Regions from separate parts of the Anas platyrhynchos genome. Here region 2 is linked to region 1. Evidence: chromatin contacts called from public Hi-C data. All regions are on one chromosome and are shown on one strand. Each heading gives the region's core, a stretch centred on a gene start, on an enhancer-like site or on the middle of the called end of the contact. The rest is flanking DNA. Distances are from core to core; before and after follow the strand shown.

Evidence for each region. A called contact is a pair of places that touch in the nucleus more often than the background predicts.
Region 2: a contact with region 1 is called in a Hi-C map of small yellow follicle, with 2.0 times the contacts expected there. The contact joins two enhancer-like sites. A contact is called at or near these places in 2 of 8 Hi-C or Micro-C datasets (skeletal muscle and small yellow follicle).

Annotation. Positions count from the first base shown.
Region 1 is chr19:10,023,798-10,029,338 of IASCAAS_PekinDuck_T2T, forward strand. The region is part of intron 4 of COX10 (cytochrome c oxidase assembly factor heme A:farnesyltransferase COX10); the gene reads left to right. Among named protein-coding and RNA genes, the nearest start is that of COX10, 51 kb to the left of the region's middle. Within about 2 kb of position 3,819, at least 4 of the 8 cell types and tissues checked have an H3K27ac peak or open chromatin away from gene starts, as enhancers often do. A contact at or near this core is called in small yellow follicle, where this site is marked.
Region 2 is chr19:10,065,376-10,070,974 of IASCAAS_PekinDuck_T2T, forward strand. All of the region lies in intron 6 of COX10 (cytochrome c oxidase assembly factor heme A:farnesyltransferase COX10), which reads left to right. Among named protein-coding and RNA genes, the nearest start is that of COX10, 92 kb to the left of the region's middle. Within about 2 kb of position 3,001, at least 4 of the 8 cell types and tissues checked have an H3K27ac peak or open chromatin away from gene starts, as enhancers often do. A contact at or near this core is called in small yellow follicle, where this site is marked.

The DNA of each region.
Region 1 (5,541 bases), core at 2,569-5,068:
GCCCGGCTGAGTTTTGCCATGAAAATCTGTGATATCCAAAGCACCAGCACACGTGTGTGTTACCCACGTGAAGCAGAGCCGTGTGCTGGCCCTATGGATGGGATCAGGGTGGTCTGCTGGGTCTCGGTGTGCCAGCAGCCTCCTGGCAGCCCCTGGGAAGCTTTTATCTCTGCCTGGCTCCCCAAAACCCCACAGGCAGCCACCCTGCTGGTGCTCAGCCGTGGGTGCCCCAGGAAGCCAGCAGGGTTGGCAGCCGATGCTTGAACCATCACCGGTTCTCCAGCGTGATTAATTCCTAATATTTCACCTCCGGTAGTTTTCTAAGCTTTCAGCTGCTTCACCTGGGTTGGGCTGTGCTGTGGGGTGCACCTACAGGGCTCTGCTGGCTGCCCTGTGGTTATTTCCACAGATCAGTGTTGGTGTCCCACCAAGCTTTCCTCCCGTGTGGCCCTTCGCTGCCAGCTGTGACACGCGCCTGGTTTGCTTCCAAGCGCTCGGGATGAGATGAGCCACAAGGACAAGAAGTGGGGATAACCTCTTTTGGTTTGTTTTTAAATAAATATTTCAAGCATTTGGGTTCTGGAGGCTCTCAGAGCCAGAGGGGTGTGTGTAACAAAGCAGGCCTTCCACGAGGGCACAGCGCCGGGGCAGCGTAACGGCGTGACTGCAGTGTGGGGTTTGGAGAGAGACTGCACCAAAATCTCCGTGTGATCTTCTCTCAAAGCCTTCCAGCTGGCCAGGAGCTTTGCTTGGCTGCCACAAAGGGTCTGGCTGGGTGCAGGACGTGCCCCATTAGCCGGAGTCCTCCCAGTGCTGCCACCTTCCTCCGCTCCCACCCACCCATGTGTCCAGGCTGAGCCCACGAGGGGGTCTGCAGCTACGCTCCGAGCCATTCAACATTCACTGAGCATCACGTGGGATGTGCTTTTGATGTGATAACAAGGTAAAAGCTATTTTCCCGTTCACTCCGTGGCCAGGGTGCTGTTTGGGATCCCTCCCGCCTCACCCCGTGTCCCACTGCACGCAGGAGGCCTTTCCCTGGCCGCGTGTTAGCAAGGTCTGGGCAGCACCCCAGCGCCCTGCTGGCTGCTGCACCAGCCTGTGTTATTTTTGATTGATTGGGGAAAATAAAAACCTACAGTAATTAGCACTTAGATCCTAAAATCAGAAGTGATTCTGTTAAATAGTGACACATCTTACACCCTTACACGTTTAATTAGGAGTGTTTGTGGCTGCGTTTGGTGGGGTTCTCGTTTGGTGTGCAGTTGGCTGGATTTTGGCTTTTTTTCTGTGTGTAAGCTGAAACCTGCAGAAGCAATGGCTAGGAGACACCCAGTTCCTGTCTGGGTGCTGTTTGGGGTGTGAGGCTGGTCTCTGATAACCGTGGTGCTGTATCAATACCAGGGCTTGGGGCTCCTTTCCCCGTGACACATCTGAAAGAATTGGTTTCCTCTGCCCAGCACAGCCTTAGTGAGGAGTTTTCTCCTAGCACTGATGATTATTTCAGTTTTTACATATTTCTTTACGAGCACTGTTAGTGCTGACCGTCCATTTCTCTAGTTTATGGGAACTCCTGAAAAATACCCAAGAAGATACATCTTCTGTCCCCCATTCCGTGTTTATGGGGACAGGCTGTGGGACCAGAGTAATTCTAACCCACGCTGGCCCCACCAGGGCCGGTTTTATGGCATACATTGCAAATTGCCAGGAGAATTTATGTCTCCCTGAATCCCCCTTCTCTTCTCATGTTCAGTCCATTTCACACCCGTCGCAGCCTCCCCAAAGGTTGCTCAGCAGTGGACGTTTCTGGGAGCAGTCACAAAAGGCCCGGCAAAGTTGCAGGTTCCTGGAAATGCCTTGAGACTTCGCCGTGATTCAGTGCCGTCAGCAGCTCTCCTGTTCACACACCCAGCCACATCCCACACCTACGGGGGGGGTGTGCGTTTACACTGGGGTCTCTCCGACCGATGACAAGCCGGTGACAAAACCTGAGAATTCGACTGCTCCGTGAGACTTTCCGACCTGGGAGACATGAGGATTTTTCCAGCCTTGAGCAGGATCCTTGAGAGGCACTGAATTTAGATTACGAGGTGATTCCTGTCCTAAATGAGTTACGGGTTTAAATAGGCAAGTGTGGGAATGAAAAGGGGAACGTGGAAACAGTGAGTGACTTCTTCAGGATCGCTCTGCGGGCTGTTAATACCTGACCTAGGTTAATAGCCAGGTTTTTTGCTTTCTCATTCAGAATATTATCTGCTCTGGGATCAAGCCTGAAGGCTTCTCAGGCAGAGAGAACTGAAAAAGGAAAAGAAAAAAACAAAACAACTAATTTGCTTAATCAGAGCATGACTGTGCAGTAGTGTGAAAAAGGCAAAGGCGATCCTGCATTTCCCCAGAGATAAGGAACTAGGAATGCCATTAGCAGGCAGGCATCTGGAAAACCGTGTACGGGGCTGCTCTCCTGTGTGCTAGAAGAAATAATTCGAGGGGAACGGGTGCTGAAAAGGCCCCGCTGGGGTGTGGGTCTGAGGAGTTGGGCTGCGTGGCCGGGCAGAACAGCGCCGATGGGGAGGCGATGGCTCTGCGCATACACTGGGGGATGCCAGGGAGGAAAGGACGTGGTCAAACTGGAGAACCGTGCAGGCAAAAAAAACAAATGGGCAAAAATTAGATGGAGGTTTCCAACCATCATAAACCTCTAGCAATTAATAAAACAGGAATCCCTTTCATACGTTGCGGATGCCTCCACGTCAGAGATGACTCGGCCCCAGCAGCTTCATGCAGCGAGGGGGCTTTGGCAAGGGGCTGAGTGACTTGTTCAGGACATGCACCCAGCTGCTTAAAACAAAGCACCCCTACAAAGCCCGGCCTGTCTTCTTGTGTTTTGATGAAAATACTGAGAAAGTATGAACGTTGTTTAACAGATTTCTCTCTGGCTGTTTATTTCCCTAGTAAATGCTCATTCCATTTGGAAATCTTTTTTTTTTTTAAACCTTTTTTTCTCTCTCCTGGTGAAGGCCCTGTCTGAATTGACAATGTGATATATTTCCATGGTGCAGAACAACAGCTTCTCAAACCATCAAAAATCTGTCACCTCTCTTCATCGCAAGGAGTCGATGGCTGTGTCTGGACTGAGTCTGGTGCCTTTACAAAAAAATAATAAACGGAGAGCTTGGAGAATCCACCCCTGAGGCCCGTTCTTGTGCTCGGGCTCCTGTTACAGGCTGTGCTGCTCTTCCAAATTAACTCAATTGCTAAATTCGAGGAACCTCGGTCTGTGGCAGCCGTGAGAGTGGAAATCCTGCTCGAAGGTGGCCCCTCGCCTCCTTTCGCAGGCGCAGCGGTTACAGCTCGGAGTGCTCCGCGTGATTGATGGTGCCACCTAATTTTAAATTGCAATTGAAGCCTATTAGTCTGCGATCACTAATCAGAGTAAAAGTTGTTTTTTGTTGGCTTTTATTACTCATTCCACTTTGTTCATATTAGTTACCGGCATAATGTGATTGGTATTCTGCTGTGCCAGTACGCGCTGCTGCCGGGCCCTTCCCCAGGGATGCTCTTCGCTGGATCGAGATTTCTCTTTGCAGCTTGACAGGTCACTGTTACAGCTACGGGCTGATTTTAATCCTTTAGATTTCTCAATGCAAAAACTTTTTTTTTTTATTGTTTTCGTAGGTGAGGGTGACATAAATGTTAGTGCCTCCTGTTACTTGATATTTAATTATGAAAGCATCCGCTGGAAAAACAGTATGAGCCTGGTGTAATCAGCACGGGAGCAGACCCGCTAATCTTTTCATTTGGTCTAGACATCAGGGATGCTTTGTGTGGGTCTGGCTGTGCCGTGATAATCTAAGACCTTCTGGACTAGAAGTTTTGGGACTCTTTATGAAGGGAAAAACTCCTACATAAACCCCTTTGGTTTGCGTATTCCTCTTTCGGCTGATAAATGCCTGCTTGATTAGTTCATGGAAAAGGTATTTGGATGAACCTGACCGTGGAGGCAGCTCGGCTCTCTGCGAAGGCCTTGATGTCTGCGAGGGCGGCAAGCCCCCGTGTGCTCCCAGCCAAAACACGGAGCTGGTGGGGCTTCTCTCGGTGCTTTGAACTCCAGTGGTTCGGGTTAAGCACCGCTTCCATTTGCCCTGTTACTTTGGAAAAGATATATTTTAATTAGTTGCATTCTTAAAGAGATCCCTGTTCCCTGGCATAAGTTCAGAAGTGAGGAGCACATTTCCTTCTGCTTTTCTCCTCCTCTTTATTGTTAAATTGCAATAATCCTCGTTATCTATTTTGAAACAGTTGAAAGATTATAAACAAACGCTGAAATAATTGCTAGCGGTCTGTTTTCTCAGACCTATCCCCATATGTATTTTTTGTGTTCTTTTAGTCTGTAACAGGGTTTCTGCTGGTACCGACTTTAATTAAGGAGTGGGTGGGAGGGCGGCAGCAGGGAGGGGGAGGGAATTCCCTTCACCTGGAAGATGCTTTGGGAAAGTCATTCTGGGACAAAACAAAGAAATCCTGTCTCTCAACAGTGGCCAAAACCGAATGCCTGAGGAGGAGTATAAGAGTCTAAATGAGGTCTTGGATTTTGATGAGTTTTTTGTTCTTTGCATGGAAAAAAAAAAAAAGGCAAACAGATTTTATCTGCCCTGGAAAGACTCCAGTACTGCCTAAACACAGTCACCGTCCCATCTGGCATGGTGCTGGGATGTGCTGGTGTGGATCTCCCGTTGGGAAGCGGGGATGACCTGCTGCTCGGGTGGATGGAGCAGCCTCACTGGGGCCAAGCTGCTGAGCTCTGGCCCCGCGCTCGCCCTGGCAGGCTGAGTCCGAGGTCCCCCGTTATACCCACGGCCACCTCTCAGACAGGCAGCCAGGGGATTAAGAAAATGGAAACGGAGGGGGCGAAGCGCAAGGATGCAAAGGGGAGCCCTGGCTGGGGCGTTTCTGCAGCTCTTGCTGTGCGTGGTGGCTGATGGGCTGCTCAAAACTGTGCAAGAAAGGAGTTTGGGAAGTGAGCAGCTGAGAGGGACGTGCACGGCTGCTCTGCTGTCATAGCTGCTTGGACTTCATCTGCTACTGCCCTTCGGTACCAGCGCTCAGTGGGGACAGCAGTGCCAGTGTTCAGGTAGTTTCACAAAAGGCGAGAATACTCGTAGTAAACGTCGCCAGCCTCCCAGATGCATTTTCCTTTTTTCTTCCCCCAAAATGTTGTCTTTTCTAAAGTGCAGTTTATACTTTTTTTTTTTTTTTTTTTTTCAGAAAGGCAAGGCAAGAGGATTTATAGCGACATAAAACAGGTTTTTTTCCCACCTTCATCGTATTTTACACTGCTAAGGAGGAGAAACAGCTCTTTTAAATATGTCTGTAGTAAATTCCTTTAAATTTGGGAAGCAACGATCTCTTTCCTTTGTGCAAGAGGCTGTGGTTGCTGAGAAAGGAGCGGTGCTGGCCAGCAGACTGCTCGACTAGGACAAGATTTTTCCTCACTAGGACAAGATTTTTTCCTCGCTTTGACTGCAGGGCTCTGGACTGAGA
Region 2 (5,599 bases), core at 1,751-4,250, 41 kb after region 1:
GAAGAAACAAATATTGCATTTTTGCAGATAAAAATCTGAGACCTTCTATCTCCAGTGATGCAAATAAGTACTTATATTTCTTACCCTACGTATCTGCTGCAGATCTGGTGATTCCCAGTGATGCTTGCTTCCTTTTCTGTCCCTGATAGGTCTTTAATTATATGCTCTTAAGCCTGATTGAGCATCCTGCCCCCAACCCTGGATTTTGTGCCAATGCAATTTAGGGAAAACCTCACATTTCAAAAGAGAAAGATAAGGTTATCTCTGGGAAGATGTGGAATTCTTTGTTGTGGGTTTGGGGCTTTTCTGTGTGTGTTTTTTTTTTAATGGCAGCTGTTTGAAACTGATGAAAGATTGGGAATGTTAACATTTCCTCGCTGGGTGATCCGAGTGCAGGTGAGATGGTCAAAGGTGCGTGATAAATGTAATTTATCACATAGATATCACTACCACATATCTGGTGTATTTATGCAGAACTTAACTGCCAGCCTGTGATTTGCAGCAGCATGTTTGCTTCCTTGAAAGCAGACTTCATTGCTCCTTTGTGGTACTATTTATTTATGAAGATATTTGTTTTTCTAGTAAATCTAGACTCCCTCAAATGATTTCTGCTGATTTTTTGAAGGAAGGACTAGCAGGAAAATAATGAAACACACTTAAAGCCCTAAGTGGTAGCATAAAGACAGGAGGAAGAGGCAAAGCTCAGCAGAGCCCTGCCGCGTGCAAGGTCCGGGTTCTGCAGTGCTCCTGCGGGTGCCGTGCTGCTGTTGAGCCTGTGCGATGCCATCGTGCAGATGTCTGGAGGAAGTACCAGAGCTATTTATCTTGGCGTGCGAGGGGCATACGTATGTGTGCTTTAAATTACCCTTGCGTTGCTGTTCTGCCTCCCCAGCCTAACGCTGCTGCTTGCTTGTTAACAGTGTTTGTTGCCCATCTTAACTTGTTATTTTTAGTTAGCAGAGGAATAAATCTGCGGTGAGCATTTCCGAGCGCCACAGCCCGTGTTTGCTTCTCCACGTTTCGCACTTCTTCCACTCCCCTCCCTGCGCTCCTACACGGGCGGCTCGATCCCAGCCTGCGGTGTCGCTGCCTCGGAGCGGAGCAGTTCAGCGCCACAGCGTTGGTGTGAACCACCCAGTTGGATGGAAGTGACAGGCAGGGGTCCTCAACATAATGTGCTTATCAGTTAAGGGGATTTATTCTGAGTAGGTGGCAGTGGCACAGCAGATAACGGCCCTGACACAACAGCAGACATTACAGACCCGCGGTGGCCTGGAGCCATAGGTATTACTGCACCAAAGAGTGTTTATCTCAAGAGACTATTTAGTTTATCTCAGATGCTCCACTTCTGGTCTCGTTTTCCTGAAAGACATCTTGTACTGATTTTCATTCATTTTCAGAAATTTAAATAATTCCTGGGGGCTATGGAATTTATAGACTGCGTATCAATTGTAATCATTTGGAGGCTGATTTTTAAATTGCCTTTACTTTGTAATTCAAATTATGTTGTATGGTAGACATTAATTATGTCAGCCAACATCTATTTACAAATGGGGATTTAATAACGGGCAGTTCTTATCAGCTAGTGACATTTGGCAGATGGATAGTTTCAGGAACAAAAAAAAGAAAACAGGGCACAGGGGGGCCGTGGCCCAACCTGTCAGTGCCTGAGGTCTCCGATACCTTCCCTGATGTAGCATTTGGCTGCCAGGAGGAGGGAGAGCAAAGCAACAGCTTAATTGCTTGCAAAATAAGCGTGGACATCTCAGTGTCCCGGCCTTTCTAGCTGAGCACTGAGCTTTCCGAGCCCCTCAAGGTGGGAGCTGCCCTGCGGGAGGGGGCTCCAGCCACGAGCTCCCTCCAGCAACATCAGCTGTGCAGGGTTTCACTTCTCAGACGAAAGACAACAGGATAAGTGGTCTGTTACAGAGGGAACGGGGATGTTCACGTTATCGACATCTGAGAATTGGAAGCTGGGGGCCAGGAGTATGCTTTGTGTGGGCAGGAACTGTAAAAAACAGGGTGGAGGGACAGGACTAGTAAGCAGCTGGTCTGAATTTAGCACAAAAGCTGGTGAGCTTTTTTTATTCTTTCCATCTTCAAAAGAGATGAGCAGCAGCTCCAGTAATGGGGCACCTGGAGCGACTGACCCCAGGAATTCAGAGGCTGCACCCCAGTACCCACATCCCTGCCCCGTGCAGTGGCGCACAGCACCCCCAGGAGGTGCCCTGGATGGTGCACAGCACCCTCAGGAGAAGGCACCAGCCGGGGGCTACAGGAGGGGCTCCCACTTTGGAGCCTGGAAGAGGCTGTCGATGGGGAGCCCCCGCGTGGCTGTGCAGTTTTGCCGTCCTCTGCTGAACCCGGTCCTTCGGGAAACTTTGGCAAATGCTTCCTGGACGTATTTGCACAAATGAATGCTCTGGTAATTCCATCGTAACCACCAGGCTCGCATTTTTTGTGGTGTATGTTGCTGGGGTAGCTGAGACGAGTTATGTAGGGCATTGTTTTACGCAACCGTGGCTGTACAATGAAAGGTGTTTCCCTGTGGGGCTGTCAGCAGCAATAACCGGTTGCGTGTTGCACAAAACTGTGCGTGCCTGCGTGTATCTGTATGTGATATCTTCACCTGTACGCAGTATCTGCACACGGCAACTATCTTTCTCCCCATGGCGAGCACACATGAGGACATCTGGCTTCCTTCTGCTAAAACCAGTGGCCAGCAACGTTCCCTGGAGGTGAGAAACCCCACTGCCAACTTCATTTCCTACTCGTGGTGGACACCGAGGGTGCTCCTCTTGTTCTGCCGACAGAGCGCGCACACCCCAGCACCCCTCCCCTTTACCTGCTCCCGCAGAGAAATCTCCTGCAGCCCTGAGACAGTCCTGCTGCACAAGCCTTTTGTGCCACCCCTCAAAAGAGCCACCTATAGAAACCCATGACCATGAAGCTTTGTAGCTTTGCCACGCTCTCCCCCGCACAGCCTTGAGGCTCACAAAGGCAGCCGAGCGCCGCAGCCCGCCCCATTGTCCACGGCGAGGGACCTTGTGCAAGGCTTTGGAAGCGATACGTTTCCTTTTTTTTTTTCCTCAAGGCTGCTTAGCCACTCGCGTGTCATCTGGAGCAAGCAATAGCATGTGCTTTTGTTTCCCCGTGGAGGCAGAAGTGCCGGTTGTTGTCTTGCTCTGCTGCTAATGTAGGAAACGCTGCAGTGGTAAAGTACGGGGGAATTTGTCTCGGTTTGGTTAAGGTTTGTGAGCAGATAATTCCTAAATGCCTTTGTGGCTGAGAATGCTTCGTAATCACGAATTAAGATGTAAATTTTGTAGAGCTAATCCCATTTCTGCTCCTGAAGACAATGGTAAAAATTAAATAGTAGGTAAAATGTTTCCTCGGGGAGATTTTATCAGGGCAGTATCTTGAACACATGTAATCTGAGGCCAATTGATTTACCCTAATAGTTATTTTCCATCACTGAAACAAGCTGAAGGAAAGATCCCAATTAGTGCGTGCCCCGACTGCTGCACAAACAGAAGACGCTGCCGGCAGCTTTGTGAAGCAGTTCCTACAGGACAGCGGTGCTGTGGGTGCCGAGTGTTTGTCCCAGCTCCCCCAGATAACCCTGGGGATATTTGGTGTGTCACTGTACCTGCAGTGGGCAGCACGGTTATGATGAGATTTCACAATCTTCCTTTACACCTGTAATTGCTGCGTAGTTCGAAATCTCCGGGGAATCTCCTGGGTTAGACCTGTTGTGAACACACTTGGAAGCCAGAAAACAAAAGCTTTGGGGGTGTACCCTGTACGTTTCCTGCCGGTGTGACAGCCTGTAAAGAGCCTGCAGAACCACGGTGAAACCTTTTGGACCGGTTATGTCAGATTTCTTGTAGAAAAGGTGAAAAATGCAGTCGGAGACAGCATGGTTGCTCCGAGCAGGTGGATACAGCTGGAGCAGTTCAAGGCTCGGAGCTCTAATCTACCTTGTCTGGCTTAAAGAGGAGCAATTTGTTCGACATCTCTTAGCTGAGGAGAGCCAGTTGTGTGCTATCAAGTAAAACGGTGTGTGGTTGTTTCCTGACTACAGTCCATTAAGAGGCGAAGCTTAGGCTACCAAAGCCTTCCCCTCCTGACAGGAGCCAACCTCGGAGCAGTTTCCTAGAGACAAAAGGCCGGTGCTTCCCTCTAATAAGGCGGGGAGCTACCGAGGTCTGGAAATAATTTGAAAATTCCTTCGCATTATTCAAGGCAGAAGAATTACTAAAATTGTGCTTTAAGCAAAACAGCATTCTTAGGTTGCCAAGGCAGTAAACACCAGCTTTGGGAAATGCAATAAGATTTCAACATCTGTTTTGGAGCTGATATTTTAACCATTCCGTGTTTATTTTAATGCCTGGTTGGCCAGTTCCCAGTCATACATACACAGCACCAAAGAAACGACAGAAGGAGTGAGTCCATTCCTGAACTGATGCTACACATCAGCTCCCCCTTCTTTCTGTTTCTTTTTTTGTTGGTTTATTGTCCTGGTTAAGTATCTGGCTGTTTGTCCTGCCCAGAGCTTGCAAGCGATAGCAGAGGTTTGCAGGTCCCTGGGTGAGAACAGAAAGCACCATGCGTGCTATCTAAAGAGCAGTAGGAAGGACAAGAGGACAGAATAAGCTGCTCGTCTGGGTGTTTTCAGGAACATGGTGTCGACACAGCAGCGGCCCTGCAGATAACCTTGGGCACGTTTGCCCCAGCATGCGCAGGCAGCGCCGCGCTGGCAGGACTCCAGCCCGAGGTGCCGAGCTCGTGCCCGGGGCTCCAGCCTCTGCCCTCTCTTGCTCCGCTCCTGTTCTGCCCTGGAACAATTCGCCCGCAGAAAGTTTGCAGAGAATTTCGATCACATCGTCCGAGAGTATTGTGCCTTGTTATAAAGTGGGAAACTGAACGAATTCAGCTGTGGGTGAAATCGTCGCGCTGCTCCACGTGCCGGCTGTACGCTGCAGACGGCGCCGTGACGGTGGGAGGCATCGCCTGCCAGCAGGACCCTGCTCAGACGAGGGCTTCAGAGAGCAGCGTCCTCGGCAGGGGGGTCAGCAGGAGCCAGAGGTTACTTCTGCCCTGCAGGGGTTGAGGAAAGAGGTTTGCAGCCCTCGGGTTGCTTTACATGAAGGAAACTGTTCAGATCCATGCTTCCAGCAAGATTTCTCTTGGCACTGTTGCTCAGCAGGGAATGTGCCCACCGTTTCTTCAGCAAGAGATATTTGGGTTGGAAAAGACTCTGGGTCCTTCACAGGGTGTGGGGAGCTTGGGGGACTCTGCTAGGGATTTGGGGGACTGCACTAGGGATTTGCGGGACCAAATAAATGGGAACAATCTCCCATTTATTTCCCTGCTCTTCACTGTGCTCTTAGCAGAGAGTCAGGGACAGAGTGGGCTCAGGCACTCCCTAGCTTGGGATTCGGGACGTCCTGCAGATTAGGTGTCACCATAAACTGCTTTAAAAGGAATAAAGCACAAAATTTTAATCAACATTTTGAGGTACTGCAAGGCCTTCTTGACACCATGAACAGCATAACTCCAGAGGTGGACGCTTCTTGTTCTTGTGTTTTGAGAATTA